Regions from separate parts of the Pan troglodytes genome. Here region 2 is linked to region 1. A link is a contact called in public HiChIP or PLAC-seq data. All regions are on one chromosome and are shown on one strand. Each heading gives the region's core, a stretch centred on a gene start, on an enhancer-like site or on the middle of the called end of the contact. The rest is flanking DNA. Distances are from core to core; before and after follow the strand shown. Region 1 holds the start of FNIP1 (folliculin interacting protein 1). Region 2 holds the start of ACSL6 (acyl-CoA synthetase long chain family member 6).

Region 1 (6,791 bases), core at 3,177-5,676:
ATGTGAGGAGTCAAAATGCAGTCGACACTTTGGGCACAAAATCATTAAAAAGTATTGTATAAATTATGTGCTGCTATGTGTACAAGGTATGTATGAAATAAAAATGAATTTTATGTTTAGACTTAGGCCCCACCTCTGAAAAAACACATTATGCGTATGCAAGTATTCAAAAATCCAAAAAATTCCACAATCCAAAACACTTCTAGAACCAGGCATTTCAGGTAAAGGATACTCAACCTGTATAACAAAAATCCAGACATTATTTAACAAAACATTAATTATGCCCTACAAACATTTCACTTCAAAACAACCTTCTTTGCCAAATTAGTTTTCAGGAATTTTATTTGAAACAATCTTTTTTTTTTGAGACAGGATTTCACTCTGTTGCCCAGGCTAGACTAGTGCAGTGGCGCAATCATGGCTCATCACTGCAGCCTTAACCTCCCAGGCTAAGCAACCTCCCACCTCAGCATCCTGAGTAGCTAGGACTACAGGTGCATGCTGCCACACATGGCTAATTTTTTATATTTTTTGTAGAGACAGGGGTTTTGCCATGTTGCCCTGGCTGGTCTTGAACTCCTGGGCTCAAGCACTCCTCCCGCCATGGCCTCCCAAAGTGCTGGGATTACAAGTATAAGCCACCAAACCCAGCCCAAAATAATCACTTTTATATGTACTATAGTTATTGGACTTATACTTTTTACTTCCACTGGAAGAAAATGGAGAGAACATAAAGCAATATCTTCTACTAGAAACAGCCTTTTCTCCCAAATTCTTGAAATGGAGAAAACAAATTACTGTCTCAATTCTATAAATGACTGAAAAAATACACTCCCCATAATATTTTTCAAACTCATCTCCAGCTCAAGAATCTTAGATAAGCACATAGAAATCGATATGGTAAGAGACCTTAGAGTGAAGACAAGGGAAGGGGGTATTTCCTGGCCATCTCTTCCAATGGGGTAACCATAAAAGACAATACAGAAAGGTTCCTAAAGCTTCTTTATCGGAAGTCTCTCCTATTCTAGAGTCCTGCTGTGGCTTACAAATACTAAGCTTTGTATACTGGTTACTCTAGGAACTGCCTCTTAGGGACTGAGCTACAGTTAGTTGCCAATGGCTAACTACGCCCAAGCCTGATTTAACAATTTAGGCTGACTAGAACAAAACAAAACACCCAAAAAAGGATTCCAGCAATGAAAGCATGGTATACTAGAATGAAAACTAAATGTTAGTCTACTCAAAAACCTGGGTTATATAAAAAGATGCTGAATATGATCTTCGGGAAATGCAAATTAAAACCACAAGATACCACTAGAATGGCTATAATCAAAAGAATAAAAAAACGATTAAGACAGTAAATTTCAGCCAGGCATGGTGGCTCATGCCTGTAATTACAGCACTTTGGGAGGCCAAGGTGGGAGGATACTTAGGAGGCTACTCAGGAGGCTGAGGTGAGAGGATTACTAGAGCCCAGGAGGTCAAGGCTGCAATGAGCCTTGATTGTATCAATGCACTCTAGCCTGAGCAACAACAAGTGAGACTCCATCTAAAAAAAAAAAAAAAAAAAGTAAATTTCACATTTTTTACAATAAAAATTTTTAATTAAAAAAACAAAAATAACAATATCAATATTGAAGAGATTGTGAAGAACCTGTAACCTTCATGCATTGCTACTGAGAATACAAAATGGTACAACTATTTTGGAAAAGTCTGACAATTTTTTTTTAAAGTTAAACACAACACTTAGCACATGACTCTCTGCAACCCCACTCCTAGATTTCTATCCAAGAGAAAAGAAAATATATGTCCACACAAAGATTTATACACAAACATTAACAGCAGCATTATTCATAATAGCCCAAATCTGGAAAAAAAAATGTCCTCCAACTAGTGGGTGAATAAACAAATCATGGTATAGCCATACAATGGAATACCATTCAGTGATAAAATTGAAGGAACTGGCTGGGTGTGGTGGCTCATCCCTGTAAGCCCAGAACTTTGGGAGGCCAAGGTGAGAGGATCCCTTGAGCCCAGGAGGTTGACGGTGTATTAAGCGTGGTCACGCCACTGTACTACAGCCTGTTGACAGAGTGAGAAAAAAAGGAACTAATAAATGCAACAAACAAGACAGACACAAGACTATGACAGAAAGTATCAGTGACTGCCACGGGTGAGGAGGAGTTAGGCTACAACAGAGCATGAGGGAACTTCTTGGGTGATGGAAGTGTTCTAAAACTTCATGGGGGTGGTGGGTACACAACTGTATACGATGTATGCTTATAATGTATTTATACTTTATTGTGTATAAATTATAGCTCAATGAAATAGTTTTTAAAAAACCCTGGGTTGATTAGATCTGTAAGTTATTAGCTACGTGACATTAACCAGAATGGTTTTTTTTTCCTTCAGATATGCCTATTCTGTTTCATCAGTTTTCATTTCTCACATGCACAAGTTTTATTTTTAAAGTGAGCGATTCCATAATGTACTGCAGTTATTGGGCTTACAGATAATTCTTACTTCCACTGGCAAAAGTATATAGTTATCTGCACTGCTACTTGCTCTATCTCGTAAGATTGCTGTGAAACATCAAATAAGATAACTGATGAGAAAGTTCTTTGGTAACTGTAAAATAGTATTACGCAACTATATAGTAGACTTTACATTTTTGAAAACCAGACGTGAAAATGTTTTTTCATATGAGTGACTCGAGAGCCTTGTAACCCTACGTACCCAAAGTCAATCTTTGTCCAGAAATAGAAAGCAGTTGTCTATTCAAATGCCACCTTTTAAATATCCTATCGGAACCTGTTTCCTATTGTCGCTTGAGTTACTAGATGGCTCAATGTAGTATTATCTAACCTGCACTTTCATTTTTCAAAGGAAAAACACTAAAGAAATGTTTAAAGAGAGACAGATGAGCATGACACATTTATTTTTCAGGGGAAAAGACAGATACGTAGAAAAACCTCTTCAATTCCATATGCATTTACTGAATTTTTCCTGATGAGACCTGCATTAGCAAGAGAGAGTGAATAATTTTAAGAATAGCAAAATTTCTTAAACCAGTGTGGCAACTTCGCCTGTTCCAAAATTTGACAGATTCTCTTTTTTTTATTTTTATTTTATTTTTTGTTTTATTTTATTTTATTTTTTGTTTCTACTACTGTTGTACAACTGGGCTCTTTGCTATCCTACCAAGTTTAAAACGTGTGGTATTTGACATTTAGCCTAGTTATATTTGCAAGTTTCCACATTGCAATACTTATAAAGGCTGTTTGGACATAATCTCCTCAGGTGCAGTTTAACGACTAAATTTTACCTTGAATTCAGGTTTATATCAAATCTTACAATTCTGAAAAGTTACTCTGCCAGCAACAGGTACTACAATGAAAAATTAACAAAGCCTGTAACACTACAAAATGCTCTGCTAACATTTTCAATTTTTAAGACTCCTTTTCAGTAACAATTCTGAGAAGGAAGAATCTACAGCCAATTCCAAGGCCAGATTTCATTCAATTTGGTCTTCCTTCGGCAGTAACCCTAAACTCAAGTTTCACATTTCTCCTTCGATAACATTAAGGTCGCTCGGTCCGGTTACTGCACACCTCCAATTTTAGCGTCCAAGAAACCTGAAAGAACGGCACGCTGCCTACTCGCTCCTCCAGCCTTCTCTCAACTCAGAAGCTTGGCCAAACGTGCCGCTCTCTCCACAACGCCAACGGAGCTGGAACGCAGCGCCCGGAGGACAACTGGTCACGGGGAGGAGGGGAGAACTTCGCGGCCCGGAGTACGGCGGCTGAGGTCCAATCCAGCCCGCGCCCAACTCTACTCGGTGCCAGGAAGGCGTGTGGACCCAAAGTCTCAGGCCGCGGTGCTAGGTCCGGAGGAGCAGAGTCGCGCGTGGCTGGGGGCAGGTCGTAAACAAACCGACGGGAGGAGGGGGAAGGGGCAACGGCGAGGCGGGTGGGGTAAAATAAAAGGTAGGACCTCGCTCCAACCCTTCGGCGCGAGCCCGCAGCCGGCTCCACCCCACCGAGGACCAGATGCTGGTCTCGGCGCGGCGCTTCCGCTCGGGTCGGAACACCGAAGGCCCCAACACCCCTGGAGCCCGGAGCCCACAAGGCCATCGGCTCCGCGACCCCCGCCCCACAGCGCCCTACCTGAACCCGCAATCTGGGTCCCGGGCGTCGCGGCCAGGCGCGCCCAGCCCTGTCCTCTTGCTGAAGAGCTTCTGGAACAGCGTAGGGGCCATGCTAGCCACGGCCAGGCAGGGGTCGCTCCGCTGGGCGCTTGCTAGGCCCCTGCTCCTACAGCCGCCCCGCCACCCCCATGGGCGCCTCAGTCATATGACAGAAATTAGTCACTTCAAACGGCCACGGCGCGCGGGGCGGGTCGCGAGGCAAGGCCGGCACTCATTGGCTGGAGGGGGGCCGCATCACGTGGCGGCGCGCGGAGCAAGGGGCAAGGTGGGGGCGTGGGGCGGAGCTGCCTCCCATAGGCTCACTGGCGGGTCCCGTCACGTGGCAGCTCACGGGGCGGGGCGTGAGCCGAGAGGACAGGACTGGAAGGTGGCTAGGGATGTGTAGCGGGAGCAGGCTCAGTCTCGATCCTCCCCTGTGAAGCTGTCAGCGACCATCAGAGGGTACGCCGGGGTGGCGCGGGGACGGTGCCAGGAGCCTTGGAGTGCAGAAGCCTTCGACTTCCCGCACCCACAGAGTTGCGTAGGGAACCACGGGCAACCGAGTCTTCCTTGTCAGCCCCTCCCTAGTTTCTGCGGCTTCACACCTCCATTCCGCGCCGGGCAGAGTCTGGCGGCTCCTGGAGCACGGAAGGCCCACAAGAGTACCCGTGGGGCCGCGGCCAAGGCTGGACTTTGAGCCCAGGACCCCAGGACCGCCCTTAGAAGGCTGCGCCGGCCCGCGAGAGGTCTGGGATCTGGACAGCGCGGGGGCTGGCTCACAGGGACTGGTGAAGGAACCTGCCGGGACCCCTGCCACAGCCATGGCTCCCCACAACGACGGCCTCGAGCAGGGACTGCGGGCAGTTTGTACTAGCGCCTAGAACCCTGACACCGGGAATTAGTCTCTTGGAAGAGCTAGCGATTGGAGGCTCAGGAGTTAGGCTGTTTCCTTGGTAACCAACAAAATCAGGTGAAACCAACGAAGTCAGGAAGCCTAAAGACATATATGTACAGATATCTAACCCTTTATGCTAATTATTTAGACTTTTAATAAATCTATCTTAATGTTTAGGTATGAAGACGGGAGGAACTGTGGAATTTTAGTCAAGTTACAGGGAAGAAACGCTTTCTAAAAAAAGAAAAACATTGCTCACATGTGACCTCACAGTCTTATTTAACCCATGGAACCAAAATATATCAGAGTTTGGATCAAACTAATCTTATAAATTTTCAGCAACCCCATCCATTCACTCACTCCCCCTCCAGGATGAGGAAGCTCGTACAATGGGATGTAATCCTCAGAGAAATTTAGGAAATAACTTGTATATGGTTGGAAGGCTGGATAAACATACTTTGGGCAGGCGTGGTAGCTCACGTCTGTAATCGCAACACTGCAAGGCCGAGGCAGGCAGATCGCTTGAGCTCTGTAGTTCGAAACCAGCTTGGGCAACAGTAAGACCCTGTCTCTACAAAAAAAATTTTTTTTAATTAGCCAGGTGTGGCCGGGCGCTGTGGCTCACGCCTGTTATCCCAACACTTTGGGAGGCCGAGGCGAGTGGATCACCTGAGGTCACGAGTTCGAGACCAGCCTGACCAGCATGGTGAAACCCCGTCTCCAAAAAATTAGCCGGCGTGGTGGCGGCGCATGCCTGTAATCCCAACTACTTGGGAGGCTGGGACAGGAGAATTGCTTGAACCCAGGAGGCGGAGGTTGCAGTGAGCCGAGATTGCGCCATTGCACTCCAGCCCGGGCAACAAGAGCGAGGCACCGTCTCAAAAACAAACAAAAATTAGCCAGGTGTGGTCACGGCGCACACCTGTGGTCCCAGCTACTCGGGTGGCTGAGGTGGGAGGGTAGCTTGAGTGTGGGAAGTCAGCGCTGCAGTGAGTGCCACTTGTACTTCAGCCTGGGCAACAGAGGGGGCCCTATCTCAAAAAACAAATACTTTTTGAGAATTTCATTTAATTAGGTATACAAATTAAATTTTATTTTCTTTAAGTGGCTACCAACTCCCACTGATTTGCAGCTAGAGTTTATGCTCTAAATAAGGGTCTGAAGATATTTAGAAAAGAAAAAGTAATAGGCAGAATTTATATCTCTTTGAGAATTTGTCAACAACCAAAATACTGAGTTTCAATGTTCCAAGACTTTTTTGAAGCACTATTTATTGATGATTAAGATATTAACATATTCTTTCCACAATCATTTACGTTCTAGGCAGTGGGGATCCAAAGTAAAAAAGAGCTAACTTTCTAGGTGAGGAGACAGTAAATAAGTATTTAAAGTTATTGCACTATTTATTGATGACTAAGATATTAACATATTCTTTCCACAATCATTTACGTTCTAGGCAGTGGGGATCCAAAGTAAAAAAGAGCTAACTTTCTAGGTGAGGAGACAGTAAATAAGTATATAAAGTTATTTCAGATAGTAACTACTGTTGTGAAGTTAGTAAGAAATAAGCAATGAAATGAGGGTGTCAGCAAAGTCTGAGGAGGTAACATTTGAGGTGCTTAGGCTGAAAATCATTCAGTTGCTCTGTGTATTACCCAAGGTCCAGAAGCTACTGGGCAATACAGGATCAAAACAGCAGTACTATTTCAC
Region 2 (6,791 bases), core at 2,936-5,435, 210 kb after region 1:
TTGAGTGCCTACTATGTGCCCAGTGCTGGCTGGATACACAGTGTAGCTTCTGTTATACAAAAGCCTGTAACTTTTGCCCATTTTTATAAACAAGCCAGAGCCTCATGATCACTCACCCCACGTATGGGACAGTCCTGAGTCCCATCTGGGGCTGTAGCTGAGCCAAATTCAGCCTTCTGAAGGTCAACCTATGAATCCTTATAACCACAAGGGACAGAACAATAGCTGGAGAGCATAATGACTGGGTTCTGCTGCCCCCTGGTGTCAGTATGTTCCTACCATATAGGCTGGAGAGCTGTGAGAAGGTGCTGCGGGCAAAATCCTGCTCCATGCTGGTGCACCTTGTACAAATTCAGGCTTTCTTTGTGAGGCATGTCCCCAGCTGGCCACAGAGCCACCTGTTCTGCCTGGAGCTCTACCATCTGTCCCAATTCATAACTGCCATCTCCAAACCCCTGGGGTGGCCCTAGACCTCAAGTCAGTTCTCTTCCCTAACGGGAGCCCAGAGTGGGGTAAGGGGAGGATCTCACAGGCCTGAACTAAGCCAAAGTGTGCAAGTCTATGCTTGCCCTAGGCATCTATAGCCAGGAGCATGCCAAACCATTCTTTAGACGGGCAACCTTGTCTCGCCCCACCAGGGCCAGCCCCACTTCTCCTAAGGCAGAGGCCAGGGGTGGGGGCTTATCTCTTCTCCTTACTGGAGCCCAGCCATGACTCAAGCCATCCTTGGACCACATCTATTCTTATCCATAACATCATAACGACCTCCTACTACCCTCCTGGACTCCATTCTCTTCCTCTTGACTCAGCAGCTAAATGGAGGCCTCCTCTACCACCCAAATAAAACCTTCTCCAGAATCCTCTCCCACAACCCACATTGCTCAGGCACAAGACCCTGAAGACTCATCCCCCATTGCAGTTCTTCCACAAACTCTGCTAGTCTGGCTTCCTCCACTTGGATCTTGGCCTCCCTATCTCTGACAAATTCCCCTGAATGCTGCGGAAGCCCACTCATATGTCACTGATGGTTGGGTATATGATTGAACAGATTAGACCCTGCGGCATGGGGCTGCCTTAGCCTAGAGGAAGGTGTGCCCTTTTAGAAAGTTATCCACCAAGAGTGAGACTTCTTCCTACTTTGCACAAAGGTGCTGTATAGGCAGGCAGAAGCTCTGATCCTCTGCTCCCATTGTCCTCTAGGTGTTTATGGCACTGAGGGCATGCTTCCCCAAACCAGACCTAGCATCTGACTCATGCTGGACTTATTTTACTTGTCTCCTTGTTTAGTATTCAACACACAGGTGAGATCTGGGCTGGCCCAGGACTCATTGCTGGCCTCTCCAGCAGGCAACAGGACAGACACAGCCCAGAACAGATGGCTACCTCCCGCAAACAACAGTCAGCTCCTCCTCCTGGTGCACTGCCACACCCCCATCCCCGACTTTATGTCATCTCTCCCTGAGGGCCCTTGAGGGAAACCCTTGCCTGGCCCTACCTTGTCTCCCTAGGGCCAGGTTAGGTGGCAAAAAGCACATAACTCTACTAAAGAGAGACATTGCCTCCTGTTACTGGCTGAGTGGAAGGGATCTGGCAGCTGCCGTGGGACCATGGGACCCTGGAGATGACAAGGCAGAGCATGTTCTCAGGTGTGCTCACAGAACTACAGCTCTTAACTCAGGAGTCTCTTCTGCCACCAGAGAAAGGCTGGGGGCCAGGTGGAGTCTCAAGGAGGGTGGATACATAACTTAAAATGCCCCAGCATTTGTCTGGGTTATTCTATCCAATAAGCACCACAGATCAGCCTCAGCCTCTTGCTTTTTGCATTGGGAAGCTCGGCCTCTGTGGAAGCAGCCACTACCTGCCCCAAGAATCGCTCCTGCTTGACGGTTCTGAGGCCCTGTATAGTCTCTCAGTGAGGCAGATCCCCCAGTTTCCCATTAGAGGAGGGAGCTGACCACTGTAGGAAATGCTCCACAAGGAAACAGGACTCCACTTTGAGTCAGTGCCAGCTAACCCTGCTCACAGACAAGGACCCCACAGGGTGAGGGACTTTTTCTCATAGGCTGCTGATGACCCCGGTCACAAGTGGTCTTGCAGCCCCTAGACACCTCCCTGCAGCCACAGAAGACCAAGTCTTCAGAGAGCTGACCTTGGACCCATGGCTGGGTGGGGCCTCCTGAGGGTAGGGCAAAGGGGTCCTGGCAGTGGGGAGAGGCTCTGAGAACATCCATCACTCAGGCATTAAATGGTGGCTGTTACTACCACCATCACCATTATTTTAATTATCCTTGCCCTTTACCTCCAACCCCAGCTCTAGCCCTGCCCTTGTCTGCTGGATGTGCCTCAGGACTAGAGTTCCCCTGCACAGCCGGTCACAGACACTGGCAGACAGAAGGAGCTTAGGGAGCTGAGGGGATTAGGGAGGCTTCACTCACTCTCCCAGCTCAGGGGAAGTGTCCCTGTGGCCTAACTTAAGGAAATGGTGGTGGTGAAGGAAGTGATTACTTGGCCCACCAACCCTCCAGGTTCAGGCCTGATCCAGCCAAGCACTTAGCATTGGTTGATCAATTAAAACCTCGAATGGAATCCCAGTCTGCCAGATATCCATGTGACACTAGGCAAGTCAACTGACCTCTGAACTCAGTAAAAAAAGGGATGGTGCCACCGACCTCCTAGGGTTTTCCATGAATATTAAATAACACATACAAAGCCTCAGGTAAGGATTTCAAAAGGGTCAACTTCCTCCCCTTCCTTGGCTCAGAAAAAGCTTTATTACCACTTCTGATGGTGCTGTTTGAATGTGAGATAATAATAAACACTAACATTCATAGAGCATTTGCTGTGGCCTAGGACAGGTTTAAGGCCAATTTAAGGATCAAGCACTGCACACAAATTATCAGGCTGAATCTGCACATGGGGGTTGGGGTGGAGGTGGAGATCCTTTAGTGGTATTATATTCTGGAGGACCCCAGGCTCAGAGAGGGGAAGTAGCCGGTGCGGGTAGTAGAACTGGCAGATAAAAGGGCCTGTGGTGAGACTCCAGGTGTGGGTGTATGGGGGGTTGAGGGAGGTAAGCGCGGAGGCGGGATCGAGCAGGGGTCCTTGTAGCCGCCTAAGAAGTGCAGTGGTGAAGCTGACTCCTGTGAGGTGGAGGGGAGGGGTCTGGAAACAGTGGAGACACAGCAGCCCTGGGCAGAGCAGAGGAGCCAGGTGAACCCTACCTTACAGAAATCTTGTACTCTGGCTGAAGGACGGGCAGGGAGGGGTCGTGAGGAAGCCCCTCGCCGGGATCAGGAAGCCCAGGTCAGTCCGGGTTACATAGCTGACCTGCTGTGGGACCTCGGGGACCAACACCCTCGGTTTCTGGTCCCAGGAGATGGACAAGGACGCAATGTCTGTTCCTGGCCTTGGCTCAGGGCCTAATCTGATCCGCGGATGGTCCTTGCCATCAGGGAAGGGGGACGCAAGAACTCGGCGGGGGTTTGTGGTGGGGTCGCAGAGAGCAAGCCCCCTATCTCCCTCCGCAGACCCAGGTGCTCCCCAAACCCGGCCCGGAGCCCGCGAGAACTGGGGGCGGAGGGTGTACTTAGGCGGCCCTGGGGACCTTGACGGGACAGCTCAGCAGCAGGCGATGGGGGCTCGGCGGCCGCGGAGATGTAACACCTCCACCTCGGGCGAAGACCTCATAGCCTGCGGGAGATGGGAGTCCCGGACGCGGACAGGACGGGCACTTACCTACGAATAGCCAGAGGGAGCCCCCCGACACGAGGAAGAAGGTCAGCATGGCGGTCAGCGGGGCCCGGCCCGGCCTCCCCGGCCCGCAGCCCCGCAGCCCAGCAGCCCCAGCAGTAGCCGCGCCGCCGCCGCCGCTGCCGGGTATTTTTAGCCCCCGCCCTCCGGCCCCGCAGCTCCCGCCTCCCCGCGCCGCTGCGGAGACGGCTCAAGGGGGAGGGCGCGGCGCGCACTCGCAACCGAGCCTTACTCCCTGCCCTGCAGCCTGGCCGGGTCTGGGGCTTGCCCCGCACTGACCGCGGTGTCGGAACCGCCAAGCTCCCGGGCGGGGGAGGGGCCCGGCCGCAGAGCGAACCAGCCCTCTCCGGCCCCGCTCCCCAACGTCAGTACCTGTCATTCTGCGGAAACCGGCTGGAAGGGGGAGCACGGGCGACGAGCGCCAGAGCGTGACATTGAGCCCACCCCGCCGCCACCCACCCCATCAACACGCGACCCTGCCCCCGCGCGGCTCGCATCCTGGCTTTTATGGCTGGGCAGGCTCGAATGGCAGCCGGGTCGCGGTTACCTGTCCTAGGAGGTGCACACTCCTGTGGGCTGGTGCCTGCTGACACCAACGCCCCCTAGGACCCAATTTTGCAGACATGGGGAGCCTCCGGGTGCCACCTCTGCAAATCAGTGAGGGGAGGGAGTGGCAAGTTTTCACCTAGGCTCTGACAAATCGGGCAGCTAGACCAGATAGTGCCCAGATCATCTGGGGACGCACGAGTTCAGGTCTGAGGCTACGCAAGGTCACAGGAGACTCAGTGTGATCACAGGCTGCCATATGTGTTCACCAGTAGTAACATGGTCACAGGCAGCCACATGGAATCACAGGTGTCTCATGAGGAAATCATGATCTTCGTACACAACTGTATGTGGCACACGAGGTCTCAAGAAGCCCCTCATAGCCACAATGAATGGCCATATAGCCACACACAGCCACAGATGCCCACACTGCTGGGCAGAGGGCTTGGACACCTGTTGCAGTGTCTGCCATTGAAAGGAGGAAGCCCAGTTGCACATTTTCTGAAATAATAAGGGTAGGCATCCTGGTGGGCACCCCATGAACATCTGCACCTCCAAGCAAGATCACCTCCTCCCAATGCCCTTGCTTGTTTTCCTCAAGCATGCAGAGCCCACCAGGACTCCAGCACCGAGGACAGCGCTCAGGCAGCCGGGCCTTCTCTATACGCAGCCCTCCCAGGCCAGGAGCTGGCTGAGCCACAGCCCAGAAAGAAGAGGATAGAAAACCAGAGAGCAGAAGTCAGGAAGCAGAGAGTGGAAGAGCAGGAGATCTCTTCAGGCCCACCAGAGACCATCAGCCATGAATGCATGTGCGCCCACAGCTCAGCAGCTGGGTGTGTGTGGGGGCCTGTATCTGTAGTACGAGTACATGGCATGTATGTGCCCAGGCCTGTGTGCACCTTGTAGTGGTGCAAGTGTGCAGATGTGTGCCTCTGAGTCACTTCCAATCTTTACAATAGGATCCTACACCTTCTCCATCATAGGATCTGGACTCCTGGGAGAGCTGCTCCAGCTTGAACTCAGCCACAGCCTGGCAGGGACTTTGCTGGGATCTCAAGCTTGGCAGGGCTCCTCCAAGAGGGTGTGACAGAGGCTGTGTGGCAGGACTCCTCCCAGCAAGTAACATGGCTTTCAGAATCCCCCCACCCCACCCATACACTCCCACTGGCAGCAGAGTAACTGGAGATCTGCTGGTACTGAAGAGGAGACCCAGAGGAACCAGAAGGCTGGGCAGAAAGAACATATCTCCCCAGACCAGACTGGTATAGGGAGGTGGTCAGGTAATTTCCCCATAGGCCAGTGGGCCAACAGAGCATTTCTTCACAGAGCAGGGGGCCAGGAGCCAGGCTGCAAGCCTCAGGCCTCTGCGGCACTCAGCTGCAGGAGCACTCCGGGCCCTATGCGGCTCTGGCAGCCTCCTCTTCAGAGTGATGTCATGGGACACATTTAGCTTGGCCTCCAGCAGGATGTCGCATCCCGTTACTCTCCCTACAGATGTCTCTGCTACTTGTGAATATTTTAATTCAAAAACCAGTACTGGAGCTGTGACTGATTCTAGCTTAGCCAAGTATTTTTCTGTTTTCCTCTGAGCATGGCTTGGCTTCCCCTGAGAGATGGGGACAGAAAGGCCCTAGCCTGGTTGTGGGATCATGGCCAGGTCTCTCTCTTCTCTAGGCCTGTTCCTTCCACTGAGTAATGGGACTTGTTCTTTCCTGTCCTGAGTTCCCAAGGTCTTCTTCCTTCTCTGTGAGTCTCAATCTGTGGACCATCTGCAGGCATGGGTAGACGCTGTGACTCAGGCCCTAGACTGCATGGGTGTGGCATCCATGGAACCCAGGGCCCAGAAATGCCCAGGCCAGGCTGGGGAGCCCTTGGATATCCCTCTTGGTCCTTAGCCAGCAAATCCAGCCACCATAGCTGCCAGCCATGTTCACACATATCTCCTCCCAGACTAGCATCTCTGAGTGGGTTGGCAGGCAGGAGCCTAATCATCTATTTGCAGCCCTGGCATGGGGTCTGGCCCAAAGAATGCAGAGGATATTATCCCATTTGACAGAGCAGAAGACTGATGTTGGGAAAGGCGAACAACTGTCTTAGGTCACACAGCAGTTCTGGGCTCCTGACTCCCATTTATTCATTTTTCATTCATTCTCTCCTACATTTTGATAGTTTCCCAAGTTGCAAGTGTCTCTGGTAGAATCCAGAAAACTCACTTTTCCAGCTTCCTTTGCAGCTAGGAGTGGATTAGTGACTTAGACTGTACCAATGAAACACACTGAGTAATGGGATAATGAGCCTTCGATAAAAAAGCCAGAAATGAGTGAAAGAAAGTCATGCACATGGCATCTACGTTGCTGGCACAAGGGTGGTAACAGAAGCCATGGATGGTGGATGATTCTGGGAGTCATTTCAGAAACTGAAATTTGAGCCTGTTTCTTGAACTGCCCCAAAAGTTGAGTCTTTTAGAAGTGAACATGTTCTTTAATGTACTCTTT

Evidence for each region. HiChIP or PLAC-seq counts read pairs in DNA pulled down with a chosen protein or histone mark.
Region 2: an H3K4me3 HiChIP or PLAC-seq map of stem cell-derived excitatory neurons shows a contact between it and region 1, with 2.5 times the contacts expected there. The contact joins the promoter of ACSL6 here to the promoter of FNIP1 in region 1. A contact is called at or near these places in 3 of 7 Hi-C or Micro-C datasets (induced pluripotent stem cells and stem cell-derived neural progenitor cells) and 1 of 1 datasets of contacts at active chromatin or transcription factors (stem cell-derived excitatory neurons).

What each region holds. Positions count from the first base shown.
Region 1 is chr4:129,558,935-129,565,725 of NHGRI_mPanTro3-v2.0_pri, forward strand. FNIP1 (folliculin interacting protein 1) reads right to left here and starts at 4,427. Exons shown (of 17, transcript XM_003339105.5): 1 at 4,167-4,427. The coding sequence starts at 4,258.
Region 2 is chr4:129,771,800-129,778,590 of NHGRI_mPanTro3-v2.0_pri, forward strand. ACSL6 (acyl-CoA synthetase long chain family member 6) reads right to left here and starts at 4,186. Exons shown (of 21, transcript NM_001280466.1): 1 at 4,123-4,186. The coding sequence starts at 4,129.